Regions from separate parts of the Mus musculus genome. Here all the other regions are linked to region 4. Evidence: chromatin contacts called from public HiChIP or PLAC-seq data. All regions are on one chromosome and are shown on one strand. Each heading gives the region's core, a stretch centred on a gene start, on an enhancer-like site or on the middle of the called end of the contact. The rest is flanking DNA. Distances are from core to core; before and after follow the strand shown.

Region 1 (2,700 bases), core at 73-2,572, 88 kb after region 4:
TGCATGTATTCTGTGCACTACTTCCAGTGCCCAGAGGAAGCCAAAAGAGGGCGTTGGATCCCTTGGAACTGGAATTGCAGATGGCTGTGAGTCGATGTGTGGGCACTGAGAATTGAACCCGGTTCTTCTAGAAGAGCAGTCAGCCAGCCAGCCAGTGTTTTTAACTGTAGATTCATCTCTCCAGTCCCTGTCGTTTGATTTTTGAGACAAATTCTCACTCCATTGTTTCATGCAGTCAAGCTTAAACTTCTGAGCAATCTTCTGCCTTAGTCAGGGACTACAGGCAAGACAGTCCTTTGTCACAATGCCAGCTGAAATACTTATCAATGGTATTTATCCAAATAGATGCTTGCCTGGCCCAGCCTCGGCATAAAGCCATAAAATATCATCCTTGTCCAATACTTGGGAGTACTTAGCTAAAGCAGTATTTTTCCTTTCTTTAAAAACTCAGGCCGGGTGGTGGTGGTGCACGCCTTTAATCCCAGCACTTGGGAGGCAGAGGCAGGCGGATTTCTGAGTTTGAGGCCAGCCTGGTCTACAAAGTGAGTTCCAGAACAGCCAGGACTACACAGAGAAACCCTGTCTCAAAAAACAAAAACAAACAAAAAAACAAAACAAAAAAACCCCCAAAAACTCAGGCAGAAAAGAGCCAGAAGAGTACAGAGGATCTTAAACCTTCACCCACAGAGCAAAGATAAGTCAAGGAACCGAAGCAAATGAAATACATTGAGTAATGTTATTATGGTAAAAATTAAAATCTAAACAATGGGGAAAAAAACCAAAAAAAAAAAAAAAAGCCAAAGATAGAAATGGCTTATACATTTACTCAACCACGGAAGTGACAGGAGTAAAATAAAGCTGTATAAAACAAACTAGTCAAATAACTAAAACAAAATCAATAGAATCGAATAAAGTGGAAAGGAACAGATGACGGGAAGAAATCAGTGAAGAAATTTGTTGGGCTGTTCCGCGCTGCCGCTAGGTGGCGCTCGGCGCCCCGGGCTCCACGCGGATTCCCGGTTGCGTCCCGAGACTCTGCCTCTCTGCTGCTTTCCAGAGGGATCCCGCGGGCTGGCCGTACCCCTTCCCGGCTGTCCCCGCTGGGAATAGCTTGGAGGTCGTGTGAAGAGTCACATCGTGGGCAGGATACCCTGGTGATAAGGACACAGATCGCAGCGGGACCACAGCTGTTCCAATGATTTTGATTTCCTTGGTGGGACAGCTACAATAAAGTTTTTTCTCGTATATTAAAGGATCAACGCGTATGGAGTGAAAACTCCCCACCTGCAGGGTTGCCTGTTAGCTTCCTGAGGTCTCAGCGGAGATATGGACTGTGGTAAGACTGTTGGCAGCTGGCCATTGCCCGGGTCCCAGAAGTCCCCAATCAGGGCTGAGCTGGGGGGGGGGGGGTGTGGGTGTGGGTGGGGATAGGGGCTGCTCACATGCTAATGTGGCGGTGACAATCGTGCGGGGGCGCCCCCGCGCCTGGGGGAGCCAAGGCAGAAACAAAGCATTAGCATTTTCCCCTAGAGAAAGGACTGCATTCCTGGGAGGGGAGCGCGGCCCTCCCCATTCACACTGGGGACCACACAGAGTGCCTCTTGCGCCAAAAGCTGGAAGGTTCGTCGGTTTGGCTTTTCTTTTGACCCGGGCGTTGCATACGAAATGTAGATATTTTCCTAAACGCCGGCTTTGACATTTAATGCGTTCCTAAGTAGTCTGAAATGTGGACTGGATTAGGAGGAGGCTAGGGGCCCACCGGGACACTCAGGCAAATCCCCTTAAATCCTCCAAGACAATTGTGTGTCACCACACGGATTCGCTTTGCCCCAAATGAGGAGGCTAATGAACTTCACTGCCTCCTTCCGTGACAGCCCACTCGCACCTGGCCGAGCCTCTGCGCCCGCCTCCCAGCTTTGTGTCAGGGCGTGTTTACTTTGTGTTTACTTTAGGCCAGGCCTGTTGGCTTCTAGGATCCAGTCTGACCATTAACTAAGGCACCTATCCTGGGCCATTGCTCAACCTTTACTCCACAAGGGGTGAGGGACACAAATACTGAGGGCCCTGGGACCTTGGGGCTATTACAGGCCACCCCATTTCAGGCCCCTTGGAACACTGCTAAGCCCAGAAAGAAAAATAGCATGAAACTCTACTTTACATGGGGAGTATTTTACCAGCAGGTTATGCGCCCCCGGAGGCCAGAAGAGGGCATCAGCTCTATTGACCTGGAGCTACCTGGTTTCGAGCCACCGTGTGGATTCTGGGAATCGAGCACCATCCTCTGCATACCTTCAGCTCCTCTCACCCATCTTCATAATTTACTTCTTATTCTCTCCCCTTCCCCTTTGAGACAGGTCTCATTATGAAACCCTGGCTGGCCTGGAATTTGCTATACTGTCCAGAATGGCTTCAATCTCACATATTTCTTTTTTTTTTTTTTCTTTTTTTTCTTTTTTTGGTTTTTCGAGACAGGGTTTCTCTTTATAGCTCTGGCTGTCCTGGAGCTCACTTTGTAGACCGGGCTGGCCTCAGAAATCCGCCTGACTCTGCCTCCCAGTGCTGGGATTAAAGGCGAGCGCCACCACGCCCGGCCAATCTCACATATTTCAATGTCACTCAAATTTTGCAAATTTTTGTTTTTTGTTTGGTTGAGACAGAGTTTCTCTGCTTAGCCCTGGAAGAACTCTGTAGACCAAGCTG
Region 2 (2,700 bases), core at 130-2,629, 110 kb before region 4:
GAGTGAGAGAAAATAATTTTTATGCTCAAGATGAAGGAGGAAGGGCGGGATTTGGAGAGCTTTAGCAGAGCTCTGTGGCAGAACCTGGGTGAAGGGGACTGGAGCCATAGCTCAGTGGATAAGGGCACGTCCTGCCCTTGCAGAGGACCCAAAGTTCTCTCTGTTCCCTGTACTCAGGTTACACTGGGTGGCTCACAATCACCTCTAATTTCAGCTCCAAGGGATCTGCTGCCCTCTTCTGGCCTCCATAGGCATCCACACACGTATGACATGGTATACACACAGACACAGGCACACAGATTTCACACAGCACGCACGCACATAAAAATATAAATGAGAAAAAAAAAATCAAAGGATAAAGGAATGATGCTCGAGGTTGAGTGGCAGGGCTGAGCCTTGGGCTTGGTGGGGCTAGACCTAGAGAAGTGGCCCAAGGGAGGCCCAATATGGGATGCTGCTGGTGAGCGCTCACAAGGGAGGGTGGGGCAAGATTGGACCCTGTTCGGTAGGACAAATTTTGAGGGAGGGTGATTGTGCAGAGGGGGATGGTCCTGGACACAGGACAGGAGATGTGATTGGCGGGGCCTGGGTGGGCGAGGCTCAACTGGACTGCAGGCTTGCTGGGGGGATTGGGATAGGGCAGAAGTGGTTTGGGAGCTGGGGTCGGCTAGACCGGATCAGCCGGAAGGGGTTCTGTGGGCGGGGCTCGGGGGCGGCGACCTGGGCTCGACAGAGAGCGGCTCGGTAGAGTGGGCGGGGTTTGGCAGGGCGGGGTTCGGGGTGGGGCGAGTGCCCTTACCTTGAAGTAGGCGAACTGCAGAAACTTGTAGGGCTCGCGCTGCTGAAAGTCCGCCAGCACTGAGCGGCTGGGCTGCGACTGGCGGAAGGCGGGCAGGCCCTGCTTGCAGCGCTTGAGGCACTGCGCGCGGCGCAGCACGCTGCCGAAGAGGCGTAGTTCGGCGTGGCTGGCCGGGCCGGCGGGCGCGGGTGCTGGCGTGGCCGCGCTGCAGTTGCGGTGGCAGAAGGCCTCGCTGTCGCGCAGCAGACGGTGCAGCCGCAGGCTCACCTCCAGGTAGCCCACGCTCTCGGCCCAGTGCTCGCCGCTGTACTGGTCGAGCGCGTGGCGGTAGGCCGACTCGAGCGGCATCAGCTCGTCCCGCGGGAAGCTGCGGAAGCTGTAGCGCTCGTACTGCCCGCGCCCGGGGGTCGGCGCGCACCCGACACACAGCAGCACCAGCAACGCGGCCGTAGGGCTGCGGGGCCCCATCGCGCGTGGCCCACGAACCAGAGCCCCGAGCTGAGGACGCGCGACGCGGCAGGCCTAGGAAGGGAGGCGGGGAAGCGGGCCGTGGCCCGCCCCGTCCGGCAGACCTCCTCGCCGGGGGACCGAGATGGGCGTGCCTGGAGGAGGTGCTCAGCCTTTGCCTCTGAAAGGTGGAGGGGTAGGACCCAAGTGAATTCCAGGCCAGCCTGCGGTGCGTGGAACTCCCATCTTTGACAGGAAAGAAAGTTTATAATCACTTTAAGAATGTATGGGCCGCGCACGCCTAATTTCTGGTTCACCACATCCTGGTTGGGGTGCGTTTTAGTTTTCGACTCGGTCTCCTAGCTGTAGCCCAGATTAGCCTTAAACTCCCACTATAGTTCAAATTTATTTCAAATTTACATCGCTAAGCCTGCCATAAATAATAGGCTGCGGGTTTACAGGCTTCACACTTTGAATAGCAATGCTATTGACCTAAGGTTTTAGAGGATGTTGCATGGATAAAATTAGTAAGAATACCGGTGGCTCCTTGAATATCGTGTGACTTGTCTAGTTGAGGATATATTACGTCTTAGGATGCTGGAGGAATTTACCTGAGCTATATGATGAAGACAGCATTAAGAAAAAAATTCTGAGCTGGGCGTGGTGGCGCACGCCTTTAATCCCAGCACTCGGGAGGCAGAGGCAGGCGGATCTCTGAGTTCGAGGCCAGCCTGGTCTACAGAGTGAGTTCCAGGACAGCCAAGGCTACACAGAGAAACCCTGTCTTGAAAAAAAAAATTCTGTACACTTTGAAATAGTTTACAGCAAAGGTATAGGGATAGAATTCAAAACTATATATATATACATACATACATATACACATACCCTTTTGTAAAATATGTATGTATGTATGTATGTATATATATATATATATATATATATATATATATATATATATATATATACACACACATACATATACACATACCCTTTTGTAAAACTTAGAAGCTGACTGGCTCACCTTTGATCCCAGCACTTTTAGAAGGCAGAAGCAGTGAGTCTCTGAGTTCCGGAGCAGCCTAGGCTACACAATGAGACCTTGTCTAAAACAAACAAACAAAAACAGAAGGTATTTAGAACTTCCGAGATTAGCTGCTAAAGGCACTTGGTACCAAGCCTGATGACCTGAGTTCAATCTCAGGACACTTTGGGAAAACAGAATCGGCTCCTCCACGTCAATGTTTGACCTCCACACCCGTGCTGTGGTACCTGGGTGCGGTTCCCGGTCAGGAGGCCAGGAAAACCAGGTTCTTGGGGAGGTTCCTGTAAAGGATTTATTACAACAAGAATTCCTCATTCCTTTTCAATACTGTATTTACTGTGCTATTCAATAAATGGATGGGCGTTGGGATTAATATTAGATCATATGACTGTAAGATTAGAATTGGAGATAT
Region 3 (2,700 bases), core at 163-2,662, 68 kb after region 4:
CGCCGCGCCGCCGCCCCGGGGCCGCCGCCGCCCGCCGACGACGTGGAAGTCTGCGAGGACGACGACGAGGCGGACGAGTTGGAGGAGAGCGGCGCGGGCGAGCCGCACATCTCCTTGCACAGCAGGCAGATCTGGAAGTCGGTCTCCGGGAACGAAGCCATTTGCAGGCGGGCTGGAGGGCAGAGGGCGCGCGGCGAGGAGGATGAGGGCGCGCGGCTCACTCAGCAGAGCGCATCGAGGACGCGGTGGAGGCGACCCCTGGGCCACCTCGGCAGGGCGGGTTTGCACTGCTACTCCTCAGCAAACGAGCGCCCGCACAAGTCTCAAAGTCCGCCGTGGAATCCGGTCCCCGCGGCGCAAACCAATTTGGTCCCAACGAGTCTTGCTTGTGTTGTTTTTTTTTTTTCCTTGCCCTCCGGCTAAATGAATTGAGCCTCCTGGAGGGAGGGGAAAACGTCCGGGAGTCGCAGCAGTCCAAGTCCCCGCGCGCGCCGCCGGCCGCCCCGCCGCATGACGCGGCGGCAGGAGCTCCTGCGTGGCGGCCGAGGCGCAGCCTCCCCCGCGGCGCGGTCGGCTCGGGCGCGCAGCTGCGCCTCGTGCGGGGGCCCCCGGCCCGCGGAAGCACGCGTGCCAAGTACGCACGCGCGCCCCACACGCTCCGCGCCCGTGCGCAGCCCTGCCGGGCCGCGGTCTCTATGCGCTCACACGCGCGCGCGCCCCACGCGGCCCGGCGCCCGCGTGTCCTCCGGCCTCCTGGCTCGCTCTCTAGCGCGCGCTCCGACCCTTCTCCGGCCTCAGGCGCTCCGCGGCGCGGGGCCGCAGGTCCCCGCGGGCCGCCCTGAATTATTCATCGGCGGGAAGATATTGGATGTACGGGCCGCCCGCTCCGCGCGGGGCCGTCGTGCAATGCTATCCGCGTTCCGCGCGAGCCGCGCGCCCCTCCTCCTCACGGCCGTCCTCTCCGAAACCTGGGCAGCGAAGGAGGATCACATTTCCTTTGTCATCGGGCCATTTCACCCTCGCTTGGGTCCCCCCTTCAATCCCGGAGCCTCGGGAACCGAGTCTCCCTCCCGGGCTTGCTCGAATCAGAGGAGTACGCGAGGGACCCGCGCGGCCACTTCGGGAGCCGCGTGGCCAACGCCGCCCGCGGCTCCCGCCTGCGTCATCCTCCTACGAACGATTCGCCGAGCGGGGATGCGGGTGGCCCCGGCTGCGCTGCGCCTACCGGGCTCAGGCTCTCCCGATGCCCTGGTGTCCTGGGTTGCTTTGGGCTTTATTTTGCACGACTCCCCCGAACGAGGGGCTGTGTGCGTGCGCGTGTCCCCCTTCTTTCTCCGCTTTGCCGCCTCTCAGAACGCGGGTTATTGGGACTGATCGGAATTCGGAATCCTTTTAATCTCCAAAGGAGCAAACTCACTTCCGCCCGAGTGCTGGGAGGGGTGGGGGAGGGGAGGCCGGGGAGGGGGTTCCAGGCAAACAGGAAACATTAGCCCTCTTGGCCCGGCCGGCTTTTGTGTACGCCTCCCCTCCTCCCACCACCCTCCTCCCCCGCTCCGGCCGCGGGGGAGACGATCGCCCCCAGGCCTCAGTGTGACGACCTTTGGAACCTCCTGGGCGAGGAACGCAGAGCGACTCTTCCGTTTATTAAAAAAAAAAAAAAGAAAGAAAGAAAGAAAAAAAGACTTCATTCTGAATCTTTGCCTCTTGGAAGCTGATGGCCACTGCCCCGGAGAGCTAGGTCCCCCCACCCCCAACACCACCATCACCCCCTTTTTTTTCTCTTCCTTTTCCTTTACATTTCTCTAGGACTCTACAAAGCTGAGACCGACCTCAAGCATCGCACAGTTGTGCAGTTGGATGCATGGAACTAAACGACTCTGAATTCTGGACGTCCAAGGGGCTGGTTGCTCTCAGTTTTAATGGGAGCCCAGGCAGCTGTTAAGAGAAGGCGACCCACTGACGGGCCCCGCGGCCATCTGGGTGGTGCCCCAGGCGGTTCTGAGGGTGAAACTTTAAGGCTCTCAGAAGAAAGACTTGGAAAGGCTGCTCTCAGAACTTTTTTTTTTTAATGCTACTTAAGATGGGTGTGGTGGTGTACCCATTATAATTCAGCAAGCAAGAGGCTAGGGCAGAACTACACTGTGAGACCCTCTGTCAAATTAACTCGCGAGTAAAATACATAAACAAATGCCATCAAGCTGTGTATAAAATTTCACTCTGTAGATTATACTTTGAAAGGAAAAAGACTGCACGCTGGACCCTCACACGTTCAAGATCTGGGCTACATGAAACCTCTCAAGAAAGTGATGAAAGAACTGGAAAGGTTAGCTCTGCAGTCCATCAAGAGGAGAGTTCAATTCTCAGAACCCCACTTTGGGTGGCTCTGAACTTCTTGCTTCATGTGCACATACCCCCACATAGACACACTGTGTGTGTGTGTGTGTGTGTGTGTGTGTGTGTGTGTGTGTGTGTGTGTGAGTGTGTGTGTGTGTGTGTGTATGATTATGAAAGCCTAGAAGAGAATGTAGCTTCCAATCTAAGTAACCATTCCTGGATCGTAATGATACGGATAGGATGCAATTCTAGATACTGCCTTTTATTCATGGGGAAAAAAAAAAAAAACAACAACAGAAAAGATCATTCTAGAAACATGAATCCATTCTGGACAGGCTGCTGAAGAGGCAAATCCCTTGGGGCTCA
Region 4 (2,788 bases), core at 195-2,694:
CTATCACTCTCTACCTTGTTTTTTGAGATACAGTCTCAATACCAGGACTCTCTGTTTTGGGAAGACAGGCTGGCCAAGGAACCTCCCATTTATCCGTCTCCACGGTGTCTCCACCGAGGGGGAGGGCTATGAGGTCCTAGGCGTGCACAGCCACTCCTGGCTTTTGCTCACCTTCTGGAGAGCTCAAGGCCCTGTGTTTTAGGTACGAACGCATTGCCCACTGAACCATCACCCCTACCCCTGGTGTTTTTTCAAAAGAGATTTTATTTCTTTGGTTTTTTTTTTTTTTTCCCCTTGGAAAAGCATGATGAAGACTTGTCACATGGGAGAGTCTCCTGGGAGGCTTGTCAGTGACTAACAACTGTCTTGTGTTGCTATCATTTTACCAGTAAAGTTTAAAGGGGGAAAAAAATTTCAGTAAAACAGAAGAATGAAGATAGGCTCAGAAGAACAAACCGCCAAACAAAAAGGATAGTCCAGTCTACTGGCCCATATATATATGCCAGCATTTGAGAGGCTGAGGCACAGGCAGGAAGGCCAGAAGTTCAAGGCCATGCTCAGCAACACTGAGGGTGAGGCCAGCCTGCACTGTATCTGACTCTCAAAACCAAGTGAGGCCAAGAGGATGCTCTGCAAATGGAGACATCTGCCTAACCCTGAGTTTAATTCCTTGGTCTCACATGGTAGAAAAAAAAACAGACTCCCGCAAATTACCCTCTGACACGCACCCTCCGTATATAGGCACACACACACATCCATATATACCTGCACTACATAAAGAAATGTAATAAAATACATTTCAAAAGAAAATTACTAATTAAGTAAGTAAGTCACCTACGATGCCGTAATTCCTGGGTATGTGATATTCCTTGCTGGAACAAGCAGAAAAGTTTGCAGTCCTCGTCAGACTTGAGGGCGTGAGCCGAGTCCGGAATGGATGCCTGGCTGGTGAAGCCTCAGGCGGCCTGCCTGCAGACAGGTAGGAAGTGTGTGTTCTCCAAGACAGAGGCCAGCACCAGCAAGATTAAGAAGCCTGAGTGTGAAGCTGCTGAGATGGCTTGGTGGCTAAGGTCCCTGGCTGCTCTGGAAGAGGACACGGCTTCAATTTCTAACACCCGGATGGTGGCTCGAAACCATCTGTAACCCCAATTCCAGGGGATCCGAGGCCCTTTTCCTTTTCTTACAACCTCCTTAGGCACAAGCACACACGTGGGCACTTACATATTTGCAGGCAAAACATTCTTACACATACAACAAGATAAATTAACAAAACAAAACAAAACAAAACCTGAGTGTGGGGCCAGGCAGGTAGCTAGTCACCTGTCCGTGCTCCCCGAAGCCACAGGCACCTGCAGCAGCGCAGCCACAGGTCCCGCGAATGTCCCTGTCTCCACCTACCTTGCTCTTCTGAAAGTGATCCTGAGGACAGTCTATGAAGCAATGCCAGGATCCTAGAAGCAGCAAAGGTGCTTTGAAGGGTATGTGACTTCCTGTGACACTGTGATATACCAACTCTCCCCTCACCCATGTGGGGCTTCTTGACAAAAGGAAGAAGAAAGAAAAAAAAAAAAAAAAGCTGAGTGACTCATTTCCCCAAACGCAAAGCTAGGCTGGTGTAGTTTCTTCTGTGGCAGGGAAGAAAAATGACAAGAAGGTAAGAGCCAGGTGCAGCGGCGTAGACTGTGATCCCAGCACGTGGGAGGTGGAGGCAGGCGGTCATCCTGGGCTACATAGTGTGTTTAAGGCTAACCTGAACTACATGTGAACCTGCCTCAAAAAAGAATGGATGGGAGGGCATGGAGGGAAGGGACAGGGAGGGAGAATAAAAAGGGAAACTTTAAGGCTTTTCAAGTTGTGAAATATATGTGCTGTGGGTTAGGGATGGCGCACAGAGGCAGAGGGTTTGCTTAGAGTGATCAAAGCCCTGGGTCTAATCGCAGGACCACAAAGAGCAGTTGTTTAAAAAAAGAAAAACTGTGAGCACGAGTCCCTTGATTAGGTCTTCAACTCTGGGAGAAGACCAAAAACAAAAAAACCAACAAGAAACAAAACAAAACAACCAACAACAAAACAAGCAAAAACAAAAACAAACCAAAAACAACAAACCGAACAAAAACATGCAGAGGAGGGGAAAGTTGATTTAATGATGTGAGTCTGACTTACAAGGTGACTTCGTCAGGTAACTCCATTTTCAGAGGATCTGCTGCCCTCTCCTAGACATGGCACAAGCTCGACGCAGCAACACACATGGAGGCAAAACCTCCATCCATATAAACAAAACCGGAAATGACTGAGCTGCCAGGGGGAGCATGAGTTGATCTTGAGACCCAGGGCAGCTTTCAGCCTTGTGGGATGGGCAAGCTGCTACTACCCAGAGGTAACCAGCAGGCAGCCTGGCACAGTGCATCCCCACTCCTTAAGAACCAGGAGACCTTCCTGCAGGGAGGATTTCAAATGAAACATCAGGGTCAGAAGAGACAAGAGCACTGGCTGCTCTTACAGAGGACCTGCCACCAGCTCTCTGTACCCAAGTGTCTGTAGCTCCATTTCTAGGGGACCTGACACTCTCTTCGTCTCTGTGGCTACTGCACACATGTGGCGCACTTACATATATGTAGGCCAAAGCCTCATACACATACAAGTGAGAATAAATAAACATTGTTTTTCTGGGGCAGGAGACATGAAGTTTGTAGCCTCAGCTGCCCTGAAATTCAGAGATCTGCCTGCCTCTGCTTCTGAAGTGTAGGATTAAAGATGTGTGCCATTACACCTGACTAAAAATAAATAA

What was found. HiChIP or PLAC-seq counts read pairs in DNA pulled down with a chosen protein or histone mark.
Region 1: an H3K27ac HiChIP or PLAC-seq map of embryonic stem cells shows a contact between it and region 4, with 69 read pairs. The contact joins the enhancer-like site here to the promoter of Ccr4 in region 4. A contact is called at or near these places in 25 of 39 promoter capture datasets (the 3T3-L1 cell line, 3T3-L1-derived adipocytes, the C10 cell line and 14 more), 12 of 15 datasets of contacts at CTCF or cohesin (CD8 T cells, the G1E-ER4 cell line, the NIH/3T3 cell line and 5 more), 292 of 484 Hi-C or Micro-C datasets (3T3-L1-derived adipocytes, the 4T1 cell line, the 63-12 cell line and 140 more), 54 of 115 datasets of contacts at active chromatin or transcription factors (the 230-238 cell line, CD4 single positive thymocytes, CD8 T cells and 30 more) and 5 of 9 other capture datasets (adipose tissue, embryonic stem cells, embryonic tail and 2 more).
Region 2: a contact with region 4 is called in an H3K27ac HiChIP or PLAC-seq map of embryonic stem cells, with 19 read pairs. The contact joins the promoter of Crtap here to the promoter of Ccr4 in region 4. A contact is called at or near these places in 6 of 39 promoter capture datasets (the 3T3-L1 cell line, HPC-7-derived erythroid cells, embryonic stem cells and 1 more), 2 of 15 datasets of contacts at CTCF or cohesin (CD8 T cells and embryonic stem cells), 24 of 484 Hi-C or Micro-C datasets (the AML12 cell line, the G1E-ER4 cell line, embryonic stem cells and 4 more), 13 of 115 datasets of contacts at active chromatin or transcription factors (CD8 T cells, the HPC-7 cell line, T-cell acute lymphoblastic leukemia and 4 more) and 4 of 9 other capture datasets (adipose tissue, embryonic stem cells, liver and 1 more).
Region 3: a contact with region 4 is called in an H3K27ac HiChIP or PLAC-seq map of embryonic stem cells, with 19 read pairs. The contact joins the promoter of Trim71 here to the promoter of Ccr4 in region 4. A contact is called at or near these places in 19 of 39 promoter capture datasets (the 3T3-L1 cell line, 3T3-L1-derived adipocytes, the HPC-7 cell line and 10 more), 1 of 15 datasets of contacts at CTCF or cohesin (CD8 T cells), 135 of 484 Hi-C or Micro-C datasets (3T3-L1-derived adipocytes, the AML12 cell line, B cells and 69 more), 32 of 115 datasets of contacts at active chromatin or transcription factors (CD8 T cells, the HPC-7 cell line, bone marrow-derived macrophages and 15 more) and 4 of 9 other capture datasets (adipose tissue, embryonic stem cells, liver and 1 more).

The regions. Positions count from the first base shown.
Region 1 is chr9:114,582,944-114,585,643 of GRCm38.p6, forward strand. No RefSeq gene overlaps it. Among named protein-coding and RNA genes, the nearest start is that of Trim71, 20 kb to the left of the region's middle. Within about 2 kb of position 1,323, at least 138 of the 459 cell types and tissues checked have an H3K27ac peak or open chromatin away from gene starts, as enhancers often do. A contact at or near this core is called in 8-cell embryo, the AML12 cell line, the C2C12 cell line and 46 more, where this site is marked.
Region 2 is chr9:114,389,333-114,392,032 of GRCm38.p6, forward strand. It overlaps Crtap (cartilage associated protein), which reads right to left and starts at 1,380. Exons shown (of 7, transcript NM_019922.2): 1 at 800-1,380. The coding sequence starts at 1,267.
Region 3 is chr9:114,562,957-114,565,656 of GRCm38.p6, forward strand. Trim71 (tripartite motif-containing 71) reads right to left here and starts at 1,413. Exons shown (of 4, transcript NM_001042503.2): 1 at 1-1,413. The coding sequence starts at 161.
Region 4 is chr9:114,495,100-114,497,887 of GRCm38.p6, forward strand. Ccr4 (chemokine (C-C motif) receptor 4) reads right to left here and starts at 1,445. Exons shown (of 2, transcript NM_009916.2): 1 at 1,399-1,445.